2 separate regions of the Mus musculus genome follow, and region 1 is linked to region 2. The links are chromatin contacts, called in public Hi-C maps. All regions are on one chromosome and are shown on one strand. Each heading gives the region's core, a stretch centred on a gene start, on an enhancer-like site or on the middle of the called end of the contact. The rest is flanking DNA. Distances are from core to core; before and after follow the strand shown. Region 1 has its middle 47 kb from the start of Gm41333. Region 2 has its middle 260 kb from the start of Pvt1.

The links. Hi-C and Micro-C count contacts between places; a contact is called where the count stands out from the background.
Region 1: a contact with region 2 is called in a Hi-C map of uterus, with 8 times the contacts expected there. The contact joins two enhancer-like sites. A contact is called at or near these places in 3 of 484 Hi-C or Micro-C datasets (CD4 T cells, liver and uterus).

Annotation. Positions count from the first base shown.
Region 1 is chr15:62,712,819-62,719,092 of GRCm38.p6, reverse strand. No RefSeq gene overlaps it. Among named protein-coding and RNA genes, the nearest start is that of Gm41333, 47 kb to the right of the region's middle. Within about 2 kb of position 4,607, at least 8 of the 459 cell types and tissues checked have an H3K27ac peak or open chromatin away from gene starts, as enhancers often do. A contact at or near this core is called in uterus, where this site is marked.
Region 2 is chr15:62,291,528-62,297,926 of GRCm38.p6, reverse strand. No RefSeq gene overlaps it. Among named protein-coding and RNA genes, the nearest start is that of Pvt1, 260 kb to the right of the region's middle. Within about 2 kb of position 2,451, at least 64 of the 459 cell types and tissues checked have an H3K27ac peak or open chromatin away from gene starts, as enhancers often do. A contact at or near this core is called in uterus, where this site is marked.

The DNA of each region.
Region 1 (6,274 bases), core at 3,358-5,857, 420 kb before region 2:
TTTTTCTTGCTTTGCTACATCTTCTCCCTGTACTTTGCCTTCTGTAGGAAGGATGTTAAAAAACAAACAAACAAAACAAAACCGAAAAAAAAAAAAAACCATGAAGGTGGTAGTTTCAGAGAATACTGCAGTGGCAGAGTACCAAGTACTGGCCTCCCACAGTAGCACAATAAATAAATAACAGAAATCTCATTTCTTGGAAGTCTTAGGGAAAGAATAAAAATGTTTTCATTTGCAACTCTTTGGTTGTATGTTTTGCTGTGGGTATTCTAATACTGTCAGATTTATCTTTTACAACTCACCATGATGGCCATCACTCAAGGGTCATGATCAGTAATGATTGCTGGGGACTCTGAGTTATTTTCTTAGTATTATACAGCTATTTCCCATTACAGCTCTTATCTGAGTCTCTTGATTCAATTACAATTTACCAGTATGTATTGAGCACTTACTATATACCAAATATTTATATTCCAGGCAGTCAACATATAAAAATCACCATGTTTATCCAGGCAGGACTCATGATCCAGCAAAAAAAAAAAAAAAGTCACCTATACAAACAATAAGACAGAGATGGAAGATATGTCTAAATTACCTGTGCCACCAAATACCACAGAATGAAGGGGGAGGAAAGAAAGTGAACTAGAATATCAAGACAACATCATAATGCTTGAAAAGAATAGCAGAATACCTGGCAAAGCAACAGCTAGATGTTGAGTAAATGCGCCAATCACACTTGATTTAAAGGTTTTATTCCAGGGTGGTGGTATTGAGAGGTGGTAAGATTTTTAAGAGGTAGAATCTAAACCTTAGATCATTGGGGCATGACCTCCCTTAAACAGAACAGTGGGATGTTTTTGCCTTTCTCATTTTACTCCATGGCTTATGAACAGGTATGCTTTGTCACATGGCCCCAACCTACCTTACTGCAGAACGCAATATGGGCAGGTGACCATGGACTGAAACCAGTGAAACCATGAGCCAGACTAAACGTTTGCTCTTTTATGACTCGACTATTTCAAATCCTTGTATAATCATGAAAAGGCTAAGTGGAACAGAGAAGCAGAAATAGTCAGAGAGTATGGAGCTCCGCACAAGAAGCTCTGATAGCTTGCATGAATAGAGTCAAAGGGAGATGTTTGGGAGTGGGGCTAGGATCAGGAGCTAGAGCTCGAGTTAGTAAACAAGATATCTTCTTATTTTATAAATATCACAGAGAAGATGAAGTCACCCAGCAGTGTTCAACAGGACCTACTCTAGGTAGCACTCTAGGGACAGAGCTGAAGGAGATGACACAGGAACAGAGGACATGGTCAACAGAAGACTGAAAAATCTGGGAAGAGAGGTTGTGACTTGAGAGAAGCTATCAGGGGAGACAGAAGAGACTGCATCTCTGCAAAATCTCAGTATCCCAAACAGGGACTCTCGTTGCTCAAGACACACGGTGGAATTTCATAAATTCATTCTTTTTAATAGCAAATGGATGGACCTGGAGAGTATCATCCTGAGTGAGGTAACCCAATCACAAAAGAACTCACATGATATGTACTCACTGATAAGTGGATATTAGCCCAGAAACTTAGAATACTCAAGATACAAGATACAATTTGCAAAACTCATGAAACTAAAGAAGAACGAATACCAAAGTGTGGACACTTTGCCTCTTCTTAGAATTGGGAAGAAAACACCCATGGAAGGACTTACAGAGACAAGTTTGGAGCTCAGACGAAAGGATGGACCATCCAGTGACTGCCACATCTGGGGATCCATCCCATAATCATCCTCCAAATGCTGACACCATTGCATACACCAGCAAGATTTTGCTGAAAGGACCCTGATATAGCTGTCTCTTGTGAGGCTACGCTGGGGCCTGGCAAACACAGAAGTGGATGCTCACAGTTGGCTATTGGATGGAACACAGGGCCCCCAATGGAAGAGCTAGAGAAAGTACCCAAGGAGCTAAAGGGATCTGCAACCCTATAGGTGGAACAACAATATAAACTAACCAGACCCCCGGAGCTTGAGTCTCTAGCTGCATATGAATCAGAAGATGGCCTAGTTGGCCATCATTGGGAAGAGAGGCCCCTTGGTCTTGCAAACTTTATATGCCTCAGTACAGGGGAATGCCAGGGCCAAGAAGTGGGAGTGGGTGGATAGAGGAGTTGTGGGGGGAGGGTATGGGGGACTTTTAGAATAGCATTTGAAATGTAAATGAAGAAAATACCTAATTAAAAAAAAGACACACAGTGGAAACACTTTTGGAGGCACACAAGCATTCACACACACACCCATGGCATATATCTTCATATTTTCATGGACAGAACAGTAGCAAGATTGCCTTGAACCCAGAAATAACCACATTGAGAATTAATAACCCAAATGTGAGACAAGGAGCTTTGGGATTTCTCAAGTAGTATAGCCTGGTTGGCTTCCAACCAGTGACTCAACATCATATTGCTACTTCTTTTTCTTTTGAAGAGAAACAAAATTATTTTGCCCTATGTATTGTCAAATCCCTGACATGCAATTACCATGTATGACATGGTGTTTTAAAATATGCATAGCTAAATTGACCTAGTTAATACATATACTACCTTGAAAAGTTATATTTTATTGAGAACTTTGGTGTTTGTTATTTTGTTTTTGTTATGTTTTGTTTTGTATTTGAGGCATATTTCACATATCTCAAACTCTCACTGTAGACCAGGCTGGTATCAAACTCAATGATCTGCCTGCCTCTGCCTCCCAAGTGCTGGGATTAAAGGATTGTGCCATGACTGTTCATCTGAGGGGATTCTTAAAATCTATTCAGTTAGCATTCCTCTTTAAGAATAGGGTACATTATTATTACCAAGTGTAAGCATGCTTTTCAATAAATCTATGGAAGTAATTTCTCTTATGCTATTGAAAGTTGATATCTTGACCAACACCTCTCAACTGATGACCAATGGCAACCATGATCTGGCTATCTAAGAATTTGACTATTTCAAATTTCATGTGTGAATAATATCACGTGGCATTTCTTTTTGTTGTTCTATGTATTTCACTTAACACCCCACCCCTACTTCCTTCTGTACTGTCACAGATTGTAGGCTTTGCTACTTTCCTTGAGCCGAGTAATAGTTTTTGGCTATATGTACCACATTTTCTTTAACCATGCACACATCAGTGGCCCCATGGTTTGTTTTTATTTTCCAGTTACTGTGCCTCAGTCTACAGTGTCTGTGGAGGTGTAGGTGGTATTTGATATGCCGGTCAATGCCTTTGCAGTGAGACTCAATCCCATGGTATGATTGCTAGAATGCAGTGTAGATCTGTTGTCACTTGATTGAAAATCCGGCAACTGCTTCTACATTATCTGTCAGAAGTTGGCTTACCGTATGTTCCTAGAGAAAGCTTTCTAGTGGCCTGATTGGAACTTATGTGGGGGCACCGCATCTTGCAATGAGAATCTGACTCTTGCTTCTGTCCTTGCCACATGTATCTCCTCTAGCACGCCCTCTAAATGGTCCGAGCCTCACTCTCCTCATCTACAATGTACCTGTCTTAAGTTGATGAATAGAACTTCTAAAGCCTACAAAACTGACCAACATATATTACAAAACATATATTCAATTGACATTTACCCTTCCTGAGTGCTCTAATGCCTGTAACGGATTCTCTGATCCACTGAATCCACAGGATCTGGTACTGTCTTCCCCTACAGAGAAGGACGTACTGCAGAGAGACTCAACACAAGTCCTGACTATTTCACAGCCAGTACAAACTAACCCTAAGAGTAATGTCTTCAGACTAGCTTTCAAATGCTTTACAATGTATCACCCAGTCTTGACTCCTTCTGGTCTACAGGTATTTACTGTGTTATTTCTGTGATCACCTAGTCCCTGTGATGAAAGTAGTGATCCAGGTCCAGCTCCTGATTCCATTCCTTCATCTTCCCTTAGCAACAGTGAAGACAGTTACTTCAGTTTCTACAATAGAAGTTACTATAGAGCCTGACAAAGAGTACAAAGTACGTACTCACTGTAGTGTTGATGAATGGATCATTCTAATACAATATAGTTCAGGACTACTGTTGCTAGAATTATGGATGTTGGGCAAACAGACTGTATTCTTCAGGACACAGGTGTTGTCCAAAGCACGCACTTTAAAGTCACACATGCCAGTTTTAAATCCCAGTTCTGTATGATTCAGGCAGCTCTCTTAATCTTTCTGAACTTCAGTGTCTTTATTTCGAAAACACAGTCAACAATACTAGCCTTGAGGTGTTATTTTGAGGATTGAAAGTGCATGGCTTAGAAACTGGCACACAGGAGGTACCCAATCAATGGTGGCGATTATGTGGGGCTTCAGTGAGAGGGAGAGCATCCATCTAAACTGTGCAAGTATGGTAGGCATGTGGCTAGGGCATCTCCCCAGCCAGAATTATGGCTGGAATAGCCTGCTGGGTCCAGACACTCTGAACACAGAGTTCTTTCTCAGACTGGAGATCTTTGCTGGCCTTTCTTTCTCCATGGAACTTGGGAGGAAGAACAGGTCCTGGCCTTGCAAACTGCTATGTTTCTGTGGCTGAGTCATGTTGACCAGCTCCCAGAACAACTTGTGCCTGTGTTGTTAAAGCACAGAGGTCCTCAGGCGCCATGAAAGCCAGGCCTGCCTTTTTATCCGCCTGCCTACAAAGGCCAGGATCCCACACGTGGGACAGAATGTAAACACACTCCCCAAACCTCTATTTGCTCTCAAATTGGCCAATGTTTCCTGTCCACCCCTCAAACAGACTCCCACCTTCTATTCAGCTTCAAAGACTAAAAATGCAAATGAGAGAAGTCTTCAGGGGTGACTGGGACAGAGAAATTTTGAGCTATTTCCTGCGATTTTCAAGATTATTTCTTATAATTTTAGCAAAACATAAATAATATATATATACATACATATATATTTGCTTGGAAAAGCAGGGAAACATTAACATTGTATTAGTAATCGTATAAAATAGGACAGGAACCTAAAAATCACGTAAATAAACAATGGAAGGAGGCTTGTCATGTCAACAGGAAAGTGAATAGGGAAACTCATGACACAGGCATGTGTTGAAATATTCACAACTCCCAAGCCTGTTAGTTTTAATGACATGAGAAAGCTGGTTAACAGCTGGGAGTAGTGGCACACACCTTTGATCCCAGCACTCAGGAGGTAGAGGCAGATTGATCTCTGAGAGTCCCAGGCCAGCCTGATCTAGGAAGTGAATTGCAGCGCAATCAGAACCACATAGTGAGACTCTCTCATGAAAAATAAATACAAATAAATACATGAATTAATAATAAAAATAACAAACTGTTTATAACACATGAAAAAGTTTATGAAATTGAGCTTAGTGCAATTTTAATTATTAAGTACATGTGAAATATACTGCAAGATCATAGAGTTCTCTAGGGATTTTCATGTGTGTGTATGTGTGTACATATGTGTATATATATATATATATATATATATATATATATGCAAACATGCTTGTACAATAAATGATAAAGCTTGCTCATGTTAGAGCATGCTTTAAAATACAATAGCGTCACATTCAGGCTTTTTTTTTTTAAAGGAAGCTCTAAAACATGCAAACTTAATAAGAACCTGGATAATAAAGATTTTTCCTTCCTAAGTCTCCCAGATATAGGCATCATGTAGTCAACTAAACCAGAAGGAAGGTGAGTCAAGAGAGATGCATTAGCTGCAAAATTGGGGAAGGATATCATATAAAAAAAATTATAAAACTATTCCAGATTCTTAGTTATCCCACTAGCTCTGTCCCTAAACACTGTTGATCGTGACTAGCCTATCATTGCCCTCTGCTCCCCAGTCCATGCACTTGTAAGAAGGGGTTAATCACTCCTCCACCCATCTGTTGACTTATTCAAACACTTTCTCGGGGATCAGAGAAAAAGCACTGGCTGAAACAGATACTTGTCATGCCTTCTGGGTACTTGTGCTCTTTTATATTAAAAAAAAAAATCAAACACATAGGCTAGTGTTAGGAACATGAGGAACAATGGACAAGGTCAGAAGGTAGCATGAGCGTCAAGGTCCTTAGAGATGGCATCAGTAGGTAGGTCATTAGGTGAGAAAGAAAGTCCTACTGGTAGTCAATACTGGGCAGTGTCCCAGGGGAGGCAAGCCAGGAAGCACCAAAGTGCTGTAGCACGGGGTGGGGTGGGGGTGGGGGGTGGGGTGGGGGGTGGGGTGGGGGTGGGGGGGACATGGTTGCGCCAGCGGTGATGAAGCA
Region 2 (6,399 bases), core at 1,202-3,701:
GCCTTGTGTGTTCTGGGAGCTCTCAGAGGCCAAAACCAAGTTGAGCTTGATTTTGCACATCCAGCAAGTGGAAGTGTCACCTCAAACTGGGTACTGATTGATACAAGATTAAAGTCATGAATAATAAATGACAGAAATCCCTCCAAAGCTGGATGCCACTCTTCTCTACAGGGAAGGTCAGTGTGAACTGCAGGAGATTAGCACTGTCTGCTTCTTTTAAGTGTGGAGGACTTGAGTGGATGAGGGGGGACTGGAGGTGATGAAAGAAGCAAGACCTGAGGTCACTTCTGGGAAGAAAGGTGATAGACAGGGACCCATGGCTCTGTTTCATTTAAGAAAAGTCAAGTGCAGAAATAATTGTAGAATGTCAGTGCCTGCTAGAGCTGAGTGATAATGGCATAGGGGGACTCCGTATCTTCCATACTTCTTGCTGCGATCGAAGTCTTTAACATATGAGAGGAAGAAAAGCACATGGGAGGAAGGGTTGTGGACAGGTGCAGAGAGCTAAGGAGCTTGTTGAAGGTGTGGAGATAGAGGCTGTCCTACTCAGAGAAGCATAGTAGGGCAAGGGAGCAAGCTGGATACTGTCCTTGGTCCTGAAACCACCCCTTGGGCCCTGTTGCTTCTGTTTATCTATCCTAAGACATTGCACCCCTACCCAGTACCCAAGAGATAAGGGGTTTTGTTGGTATTCTCTAGTGATATCTGTAAGACAAATTTATTCAGGTTCCGTACCAAAAAGAAGGAAAGCCAACATCAGAAAATGGGTATTTCGAGCCCAATACTACCATATATTATTGATCAAATTCTCCCATATGCTAGGCACTGTGATGAGCAGATTTTACAAATTGTTATCATACTGTTGTAATTATCCTCATTTTATAGACAAAGAGAGACGCGCAGAATGAGCTCATAAATTGTAGAGTGGAGAGTAAAGCCAGCCTCATAAGCACATTGCCCAGAAATTTGCCCACCACTCAAATAAGACATATCCTAATAAGGCCTAAACTCACAGGGAATAAACCCCTCCTATGAAACTGCAGACATCCTCAGCTACAGAGGGAGACTATGAATTCAAAAACAGATGACTAACATAAGAACACCTTGTAAGATCCTCTACAGATGCGGGCAGTGCTTTCTACTCTATGTTATTTCATAGACATTGGGAGAACCCAAAACTTACTCTAGAAGCCAATTGCATAAACTATATTGGACTTCCATTTCTTAGGGAAGTAAGCCAAGGCAAAAGTGGGAGACAGAAAAAATAAAAAGAGTCCAAGATGGAGTGGAACAGGCATGATTCCTACCACTGTTCTGTTCCCTCCTAGTACCCATTCTGGTTTTTAGTTCTACCTTAGTTCCTTCATGATTACAATTTCACTACCTCTATGCACTCTATGAGGGTGAGTTCAGTGATGTTTTCATAGCTAGATCATCATAGCTTGGCCCTGTGTCAGTTACATAGAGGATGAGCAATAAACACCAGGTAGGAGGAATTTAATATTAAACAAAGTGAAAGGTGTTTATAAGTTCACATAGAGAAAGAGCTTGGAAATGGAGGAATGTTTATTTTTTTATTCTGAGCTTTGAAAATAGAGGCCATAGGGTCTCCTAGACCTATATTCCCCAGCTAAGAATTAATAATATTACACCCACAAAATACATCCAAGGAGATAAAGCCACTAACCCTCAGACTTGACAAATTGAGTTTGATCCTCAGGACCCACAGGGTGGAAGGAAAGAACCAACTTCTACAAGTTGTACTCTAATCTTCACAACTATGCCATGGCATATTGTACAGGTACACACACACACACACACACACACACACACACACACCATGCATGCACACACAAATAAGTGTAATTTAAAAATTATTTTTAAAGCAGTGATATCAATCTATGAAGATAAATGAGACGAGGTGTATAATAATGATGTCAACTGTCATTTATTGATTCCTGCGGCCTATGCCAGGCCTGTTGTGCATACTAACTCTAATTTTCTAAATGGTGCTAGAAACTTTCTATTATCCCCATTTGAAGATGAAATAGCGAAGGCTCAGCAAGTCCTTAATAACTGCCACTTAAATCCAGCTCATCCATAAGGAGGTGGCACTGTAAAGGCTGGATGGCAAGGATGCAAGGCAGAAGGTTACCCTAATCTGAGTTCGCCAGGGTCCAGGCAGCTACGCCTATAGCAGGCTACAGAGTCAGAGTTTGAAGTGAGAAAAATCGAATGGGCTGACACACTTTACCAAAGACTCAAGTTCCAAGTAGGGTAGAAAGCCATCTGGCACCCCTGCTGCTCACAGCACAGCCACCTGGGTGCCCTTCTTTCTTCCTTTCCTCTCCTCCCTGCACCTAAAACAAACCTGTCCTGCAGGGAGCGAGAGCCAGAGCAAAGAAGCTGGGCTCCTCCCCCTTGCTTTGGGAGCAGAAGAGAAGACAGGAGGAAATTGTGCCAAAGGTCATGGTGTTCTGGTCAGCGTGTTCCAGCTTTGAAACTCTGAGAGCTGCCAGGGTCCAGGCAAGAAAAAAAAAAATGCTGCAGGCTGATCCACCTGCCAGCTCCGAAAAGCTCCAGCTGGGCTGCAGCCTCCATGGCAACTGCACCCAGCAAGCAAGGTTAAGATCCCCAGAGATTTCATTCCAGCCCCAGCAGCAGCACGGGAACCTGTGACTGCAGGAATGGCTAAGCTAGAAAGTACACAGGTCTTCAGAGTTGTGCCTGCAGACATTGCTGTCTTTGTCTCCCAAACCCTGCCTTATATATATCCTCGTTCCCAAAGTCCCCCAAAGGATAATAATCGTTTCTTCACTCCTGGGCTTTCTTTTTCCCATACTTTGCTTAGTGCTGAATCCTCCCATCTAATGTTGATATTCACTTTCTGAGAACCTGACACAGGGCCAAACTGTGACTGATTGTGGAACCACTATTCTCCTTGTAAAGTACACAGCTCGAGAGAGAAACTAGGCACTGAGTAGGCAAACTAAGATAGAACTAAAAATAGATTAGGTTCTTTGAGGACTCTATAGAAGAGGAAAGCAAACAGGAGTCCTATCAAGGTTTCTTTGGGTAGAAAACTCTGAGGTGAAGGACTGAAGAGTCAGCAGGAAGCTGCCATGTGGGGCCAGTAGTTGGGGGTAAGGGTTGTTAGCAAAGATGGAGAGATGGAGAACAAAGGTCCTGGGACAGGAAAAAAAAGAGGAGAAAATGTAAGGATCTGAAGCAGTGAAGAAGTATGATGCATGAGCAGGTGTTACCAACACAACCGGAGGGCGTTGAAAATACTCCTGATGTCTGGATGTCCCAGTTTCCCATCAAAAGATTATGAAAAGTTCTGAAGAGGTCTCTCAGTTGAAGGGATGCAGTAGCAACCTGAACCAGAAGAAGAAGAAGAAGAAGAAGAAGAAGAAGAAGAAGAAGAAGAAGAAGAAGAAGAAGAGGAGGAGGAGGAGGAGGAGGAGGAGGAGGAGGAGGAGGAGGAGGAGGAGGAGGAGGAGGAGGAGGAGGAGGAGGAGGAGGAGTAATAGTATGAAAATCAGTATGGGTATATCCTCTGCATGAAGCTAGTCCTGCACAAAATGTTGTCAGTGGTGGTCCTGACCCCACCTCCACCCCTAAAAAAAAAATGCTTAATGTGACTGATGTTTTCATTATCACTACAGCATCACCTTTCTGGCTCTAACTTCATCTTCTGTTGGTTTTCCCCAAAAAAATGGCAGACAAAATGGGATTGACGTACACAGCCCTAAGAACCCTAAAGGATGTCTTATAGAAGAATCCACACTGAAGACCTAGGGTGACACAGACTCAAATCTACCTCATGACTTAGGCTTAGGTTTGCAGGTGACCAGCCTTGCTAGGACTCATTTTTCTGTTCTGCAGAGTGAGGGTGATGATCCCTATATCTTAGTGCAGTGGCCAAATCTTAACACGACTCAGGAAAAGTCCCTGCACACAGCATGCATGAAAGGAAAGAGCAAGGCTCTTTCCATGAAAAAAGACTGGACCCTAAGCTTCAGATAGTCTCACCACACCTCCCCAGACTCCTTATGTGTCCCAAGACACATCTGGTAGACCAGATTTGGGCCATTAATGCATAATAATTCAGCAAGCTTCCAAGATCTAACAGATGTTGAATCTAGGCCCAACTCCCATCACTGGCCACCCTGGACAAATGATTCCTCTGGTGTTCCATAGGCAGTCTACATGACAGAAATATCACATTAGCTAGCCTTATGCCAATGAAAATCACATAGCTCCTGCATCGTGTTGCCTTGAGGCATGGACTGACAGGACTCCATGGCTTATCACAGAATAATGCTCAGAGTAATCCTGTGCCTCGGTTATCTATCTGCAAAATGGGAATAACCATGATCTCTGTTTCCTTGCATAGTTTTGTTGAACAAATGTCAATGGCCACTTCATGCTTGGTGTGGTGCCAGGCACATGCTTATACTGTAATGAATGTAAGCTGCCGTTCATATAATAATCTCTAGCTACAACATTGGTGATGTTTGTAGGAGCACCTCACTACTCTCTGTCTTCTCTACACCTGCATGAAGCACCCCAACAGTGTCCAAGGGCACCTGTTAACTCCATATACCCTTTCAATGTTTAATGATGGCATCTCACCCCACTCAGAGAATAGTTCACTCATGGACTCAGACAATTTCTTTTAGTGAAAAAAGCATCTGGCTCTGTAGTTTTGGAAAACCAAACCCAAGTGCTACAACATACACTCCTTCAAAATAAGACAGGCCCCAGACAAGGCCATGGCCCTGGCTTCTGGGAACTGGGAGGAAGATGGAATTTCTGGTGAATCATAACTGCATGCCTTACCCTACGTTGTCAGTCAAGGTCTATCCTCCTCTGGTCAAGCCCTGAAGGTCACATGTTCCTCTCTTTGAAGCCAAGAGATTGTCTTACTTCCCATAACACTACTACGGCAGCCTTCATCACTACCCCAAGTATTTTAATTCCTGTAACAAGGAGCCACATTCCACAAACTCTCAGAGAACATTACCCGGGCCCTAAGTCAGCCACCACTGTGCCCTACTCAGATAAGCCTTTCACCCCTCCAAGACAGAGGCTTCTCTTTGGTCTATCCTTTTATTCAACAGCCATTTCTCAAGTAGTGTGCCAGACATAGGACACACACATCAAGGAAGATACCACCTGTTTTCTGTGCCAAAGCAGACTACAAATAGAACACACCATTACAATCTATCAAAGGCAGAGACAAAGGGGTCAGGGAACAGTGTTGTAGAAACCTAGACAAGTACATAACGGATCTTAGCTCTCGGTGGCCCATTCAGAAAGTTGGAGAAGAGATAATTACATCAAGATGAAAATCGGCCATTTCTCAGTGCCACACATCTCACAAACAAGTATTGAGACACCATTTCTTAATCTATCACATTCTCTGGAAGCTTCTGTCTTGCATCTCAGCTTTCAGTATGCAATTCCATCCCTGCACGTTTTATGATCTGACTCTGAAATCAGACTAGCATCTCAATGCAGGCAAAGCTGAGGCCGTCCCGCTCTCTGTCATAATTGCAGTACACAATAGTAGCGAGCACACCACCAATATTTATCCGTTCACAAAATGTCATTTGGTAGCCCTGCACTGTGAAGTCCCGTGCTAGGCAATAGTGATGCAAGTGCTACTTGGACATGTGTGAGAAGCCAGTCAACAACACACAATGGCATAAATAAATAAATAAATAAATAAATAAATAAATCTAGCTGAGTGATTAGAACCGTAGGTGTTAGGTAGAATGGCATGCTCAACTTGGTTCAATTAAAGTCAGCCAGCAAATATTAATTGTACCTTCTAGGTGAAAGGAAATTTCATGTACAAGAGAGAATACAAAATTAATCAAATGAAAATAAGCCCTTATGCTTAACATTTTAACCTAGGAAGGCATGCACATACAACAATCTGAATAAATTAGAGGCTATGACTATTCAGGAGGAGACCCATCAAGAAAGACTTTGAAAGGTACTTAGAAAGCACCTAGAATAAAGCCCTTCTGTGTGTGTTAAGACGAATGGGAAGGAAGAAATCATTCCAGGAAAAGAAAGTATCACCAGGAAGATGGAAAATAGCTTGCTCTTTGCTGAGAGCCCACTCGAACAGTCATCTAAAAGACAGTGCTGAGGAGTGGACAGAGCCAGAAAGCTAGCCAGCTCTTCCAGGAACACCCTTCATCCACAGCTCTGAATTATTGTGGATCCAGCCTTGCCGCTGGCCATGTTAACATATTTGGCCCTTTTGCTTCAGCAAAAGTGTGAAGGAGGGAATGGCTCAATAGGTAAGGTGCCCCAAACCCAAATCAAAAGGCTGAGTAGAGTAGCACCCATTTCCATTCTCAAGACTAGAGGTGGGAAAGT